Regions from separate parts of the Mus musculus genome. Here region 1 is linked to region 2. Evidence: chromatin contacts called from public promoter capture Hi-C data. All regions are on one chromosome and are shown on one strand. The core of a region is the stretch at or near the end of the contact, and the rest is flanking DNA. Distances in the headings are between cores, read along the strand shown.

Region 1 (2,979 bases), core at 126-2,625, 5.0 Mb before region 2:
GTATAATGGAACCCCAATCCTCAGGTATACTGAGGAAATGCTATCACTGAGCTATATTCAGCTCTTTTTATTTGTGTTATTTTGAGACAGAAGCCGCTAAATTGCCTGGGTTGGCCTCCAATCTGCAACCCTCCTGATGTCAGCTTCTGTAATAACTTCAGGCATGTCCTACCAGGGCTATTTGTTCTTTTGTTTTTCTATAAAGATTTTATGACTGATAGGTCAAAACTATCTTTAAGCATTTAATTTCCTTTTTGAATATTCAAATCTATAGTACTATTTTGTTGATGTTTTAAAGACTGTAGATATTCATACAGTATGAACATAGGTTATAATATAGCAAAAATGGTAAAGAAATTCTTGAATTGCAAGTTGTAACTATCATTACAAAGGCAACAACATAATCCATTACATTTCTAAGTTCCTATTAAATCTTTATCAGTTGCCAATATTTTTCAAACTGATTACATGCATGTTGAAATTACAAAAGTAACTCATTAGTAAAATGCATGCTATATCAAACAAAACAAAAACTATTAAAAGCTACAACGTGTCCTTTCATTTTTTTTCAGGTGGATTGAATTATTAAATTTGGATGTCAGAGTGCAAATTCCTCTTTGAAACGGATTTCCTTGCCTTCTTACCAGTCCTAATCGTTCTTATGAAGATCCAAACTTTAATAGAAGACTTCAAAGCATACGCAGGCAGTTCATTTTCTTACATTCAGCGAAAGAAAAAGTGAATATATGGGAGGCAGAGGCAGGCGGATTTCTCAGTTCGAGGCCAGCCTGGTCTACAAAGTAAGTTCCAGGACAGCCAGGGCTACACAGAGAAACCCTGACTCGAAAAGACAAAAAAAAAAAAAAAAAAGTAAATATAAACTTGTTTAAACAATACATTAGCTACTGGAGTCTCTCTCTCTCTGTAAAGCTTTTTTGTTGAGTATATCAAATCTAGAGAACATCTGGGGCTCTAGCTTTTTAGGGGCGCCAAATGCCCTAAAGAGGGAGTAGAGAGAGCCTATTTTGCCCAGCAAACGGAGCTAGTGCCCTCAAGGACTCCCTAGCACCCTCCCCATTCGGACCACTTAGATCTTAGATAGGGCCTGCCTCAGTTCGTAGGCAGAGGGCACCTGAGTTGCACCTAAAGCAACCCAGCAGGAGAATCCAAACTGGCCCTAATCCGTTTCGTAAACGCACTAAGACCCTTCAGACTAGCCCTGCCCTGAAAATGACCCGCAGTTTCAGCTTATTCCGCCCTTCTCCAAGATGGCTGTGGCTGGCGCTGGGGATGCTGGGCGCGCTGCTTGTGAAGCGGAGCTGCCGGGGGCGTGTCTGGGGCGGGGCTTCCTGGACTCGTGCGCTGATTGGCCGCGGTGGCCGACCGGCCTCCGGCGCTGGTCCATAGCGGGCGCCGCGGCCTGGGGCTGGGATGTGACCCGCAGTGGGCTCCCGGCTCCGGGTGGTGACGGCTGTGAGCGGCGGCGACTGCAGCGAGGTCGGCGCAGGCGGGCGGGCGAAACCAGGGCGCCGAGAGCTGCTGCCGACAGGGCCGCGGGATGAGGAAGCGGACCGAGCCCGTCACCTTGGAGCATGAGCGCTGCGCCGCCTCAGGCTCGTCCTCCTCCGGCTCGGCCGCCGCGGCGCTGGACGCCGACTGCAGCTTGAAGCAGAACCTGCGTCTGGCGGGCAAGGGGACGGCAGAGCCGCACAGCGCATCCGACGCGGGCATGAAGCGGGCGCTGGGCAGGTGAGATGCGGTGCAGACACGCGCGGGCCCCTCACCTGGAGGGCAGGTAGTCCCAGGCTCCCACCTTCAGAGATCTGCTGCGGGAGCATCACACGGTTCCATCCTCCCGGCGTCCTCTTCGACCCTTCTAAAGACTACCTCCCCTCGTCTGGCCCGCAGGGACCGTCCAACCCCATTCTTTCCTCCAAACATCTGCCTCTGGAGCTCTCCTTCAACCCCCATCTCACCCTCCCACCCCCTCCACGAGCTGCTCACTAACCCACCCAGCACCCTGGCTGGCATCCTTATCAGGTTAGCCTGCAGAGATACTTAGTGGTTGAGTCCATAGTAATCAGGGGCCCAGTATTCCTGACTGGCTCTGGAAAGAGTCTCCCGAGGAGTTTGAAAGGCTGCCCTTAAGAAGAGGACCACGCAGGGTGAACGGCAAGACCAAAGACCCTGCAAGTGCTCTTAGCCAGTTCACCTGCTTTGCCTTGACCGTATATGGAGCTCAGTAGCAACTCTCCTGTCTGGTCCTTCCCTTCGCTAGCTAATCGCAGGTCAGAGCTGCATTCACCGACCCCCTTTCAAGGGTTAAGCCGTTTTCAGAATCCAAAGGAAAGGATGGATGGATGCATCCATTCTCAGCTGTTGGAGAGAACTGGTGGTTGTCTATGCAGGTAGTTAGTTACAAAGCACTTGAAATCTGCACAGGAATTGGTCATTGAAAATTACTCTGTAAGGTCCTGGAATCTTCTGGGATTGGTCGGTGAGTTAGACTTGCATCCTTCTTTTAGGATGGAGAAGAGGCAGTTATGTAAAGCTGATCTCAAAATTGAGTAGCCTGTTTTATATAGGAATAGGTTTCTTTCCCTCTATCTGGTTTCTTAATTTGATAGTTTGTAGACTATTATCTCTGTTGGCAGTTTTGAAGCCTTGATAGTGTATGACCAGAAATATTAGTTTGCAATGTTCCTAAGTCAGGAGTTGTAGCAGTCATTTCTTTTTGCATCAATTGATCGTTTGTTGTATATGTTAAACATTTACCCAAGAAAGAAAATCAGAGCTTGAAGCTCTGTGCTTAAAAGATCATGAACTTCAACTACCGAGATCTTTAAGTCAGTGATTCTCCATCTTGCAGAAAGACCAGAACTGGCTGTTTGTAGGTAAAATTTACTACCAGAGCGTGGGTGAGATTGCTGATCTGGGGAAGGCTCCTGCCATCAGGCCTAATGACCTGAGATCTATCCT
Region 2 (2,931 bases), core at 136-2,635:
TTTAGCTGCTGGAAAGCATGAGTTTTCTCTAAGAGTATAACATTCTGGTAAGTTGACCAAGCTCCAGTAGACCACATATCCAAGAATATCTGGGCAATACGAATTAGTCTTCAAAGGTTAAAAAACAAAAAGACACACAGTTGGGTGAATAGGGAGTGGGGTAGATCTGGGGAAAGCTGGAGGAATGGCTATGATTAAGACGCAAAACTTTCAAAGAAGGAATTAAAAAACAAACAAACAAAATGCTTGATAAAAAGGAGTATTGATGGACAAAGGCTCGAGGGGGAGGATGAACAGGAGGTACCCTGAGGATGTTGACAGTTCCAGGCCAGCCTGGTCTACAGAGTGAGTTCCCGGACAACCAGGGAATCAGGACTACACCGAGAAACCCTGTCTCCAAAACAAAACAAAAAATCTTGCCGTTGTCCTAAATCTCAAGACTGTTACAAAAGTAAACTCTAACAGTTTCTTGTAACTGACACGGGGTGGGGATGGATCGTAGAAAGTCCTTTGAGGGTGGGGAAAGAGTAGGAAAAGCTCACCTTCCCAATTTTGCTGTCAATTCCAAAATTTTTATTTTAAAAAATTATCTTAACTATATGCTAAATCACTGTTTTTAATGTACTTCAGATATTATACGTACTAACATCTAGCGAGTATTTTACAGAGACAGATTTTTTTCTTTAATCTTAAGGAAATAGATACTTTTATCCTTTTATAGCTAAGGATATTAAGGATAAGAGAATTGAGATAATACAAATTTACATGCCGGGCGTGGTGGCGCACGCCTTTAATCCCAGCACTTGGGAGGCAGAGGCAGGCGGATTTCTGAGTTCGAGGCCAGCCTGGTCTACAGAGTGAGTTCCAGGACAGCCAGGGCTATACAGAGAAACCCTGTCTCGGAAAATAAAAAAAAAAAAAAAAAAAAAAAAATTTACAGACTAAAAATTTGATCAGTTTCTGTAGGTGCTTTGCTACTGACTAATTTCCACCTTTCTCTAACATCTTGTTTCAAAAATACCTCTTCTGATTTTTTTTTTAAAAAAATCCACATTTCAAGATTATTAACTTGGTCCAATCGCGGGGAAGCCTAAGGCGAGGGGGCGGGAACTCGAAAGACTACAAATCCCAGAATGCACCGCTGCCCAGGCTGCTTGCAGGGTTTCCTCGGTGCTTTTCCCTTCTCCCCGGAGTTTCTACACCTGAAATGGATTTCTACGCCCCTCAAAGGTGCCACGGCCTACAGCTGCACGCATCCCGGAGATAGACCTGGATGAGCCCTCGCCGCCAGAGCCCTATATCCCTGCGGCGCAGCCCGCCCTACCCACCTCACCCGCAGCTCCAGCAAGCCGCAAGTCTCCACAGAGGACGCGCACACAGTTGCTAAGGAAACGACGCGGCGTTTCCCCTGACTGGTGAGGCGGTCAAAGGTCGTCTTCGCAAGTTCCGGTTCCGGTTCCGGTATCTAGTTTGTTGTGGCTGACTCTGTTGTGCCGGCCGGTTCGAAGTGCTTTTCTCAAGTCCGGTTGTCGGCCAGGATCGCTCGAGTTCCACGGCTGCAGTCATGGCAGCCTCCACGGCGGCCGGGAAACAGCGCATTCCTAAAGTGGCCAAGGTAGGCGACCGGGAGGAGCCCCCGAACAGCATCTGCGGTGTCGGGCACCAGAGATTCGAGACAGCGATCTCTGTGCCGCGGTCCAAGAAGACAGGTGGTCGGTGAGGTGGCGCAGGGTCTTGTCACTCCGAGCTCGTCTCGCGTCTGCCCAGCCTTCCTTCCAGGGTTGCAAAGCATCGGTTCGGTTCGGTAAACTGTTTGCTTTGCTAGTCTCTGGGGATCCCCTACTTTTACTCCGGGCAAGAGTGCTCCACTAAAACTGGAGAGAGAGCGAAATGGCAACCCAGATAGATGTATCCAAGTAGTGTAGATATGCCATGGGCAAGAGCCAGAAGGGTGCCTGTAAACTTGAGGGTAAACTTTGTGAAGGAAGTTAACACTTAGGCTGCATCAAAGTTAGGCAGTGAAGAGAATGGCAGAGGATAGGCTCTGGGCAATGGCATAAAATTTAGGTTAGATAGTAAATTGTTATATTTCCAACTGTGGTTGATACTTCATCAATACTTAATAAGTGTCAAATCTTGCACTTAGCCATCACATACAGTCATTCTCTGGAAGTCTGATTTGGCCATTTTGTCTTGAGACAAGTTCTTATTTCCACATGTAATTATTGTAAAAGTCTGATGTGGTAGCTTCCCCCCTACCCCCGCTCCCAAACCCCTATCCTGAGTCATAAAAGCCAGGGAATGCATGCTGACTAAGTTTTTGACAGCTTGACACAAGATAAAGTTATCTAGGAGGAGGCATCTGGACTAAGAAAATTCGTCCCTAAGCTTGCTTGCTGGCAAGTGTGTGAGGCATTTTCTTGATTACCAATTGATGTGGACGCCCCCCCCCCCCCCGCCTACTTGGGCAGTGCCACACCTGGGCAGGGGCTCTGGTGTAGTCTGTGAGAGCAGACTGAGCACAGCTGGTATGCCTCCAGCTTCCTGCCGTGTCTTCCATTCATGAAGACTGTGGTCCAGTTGTGTAAGCCAATCAGTCAGCTCTTTCCTCTGCAGGTTGCTTTTGTTGGTGATGTTCGATCACAGCAGTAAAAAGGCCAATTAGAACTTAGGGTCCATCTGCACTTGAACACATTTGACTTTTAAGCTCCTGTGTTGGAACTATAGCTTCAGGTGCTCTAAAAGCTTACAGGCTAATGATGGAGACTTAGTAAAAACAAGTTTCAGTTGGCCTAAAATGTCATGGAAAACCAGCTTGTCCACTAGAAGGATTAAAATATGTAGAGGAGTTCTCTAAGCAGGTTATAAAGAGGAAGGAGTGTGATTTTTTTTTCCCCCTGCCCCTCATGGAGAATTGAAGATGTTATTCAA

Evidence for each region. Promoter capture Hi-C pulls out the DNA fragments that hold promoters and counts their contacts.
Region 1: a contact with region 2 is called in a promoter capture Hi-C map of second pharyngeal arch cranial neural crest. The contact joins the promoter of Abhd12 here to the promoter of Cfap61 in region 2. A contact is called at or near these places in 2 of 39 promoter capture datasets (pre-B cells and second pharyngeal arch cranial neural crest).

What each region holds. Positions count from the first base shown.
Region 1 is chr2:150,903,127-150,906,105 of GRCm38.p6, reverse strand. Abhd12 (abhydrolase domain containing 12) reads left to right here and starts at 1,375. Exons shown (of 13, transcript NM_024465.3): 1 at 1,375-1,749. The coding sequence starts at 1,559.
Region 2 is chr2:145,933,238-145,936,168 of GRCm38.p6, reverse strand. It overlaps Cfap61 (cilia and flagella associated protein 61), which reads right to left and starts at 1,385. Exons shown (of 27, transcript NM_001369121.1): 1 at 1,329-1,385. It overlaps Crnkl1 (crooked neck pre-mRNA splicing factor 1), which reads left to right and starts at 1,469. Exons shown (of 14, transcript NM_025820.3): 1 at 1,469-1,615. The coding sequence starts at 1,565.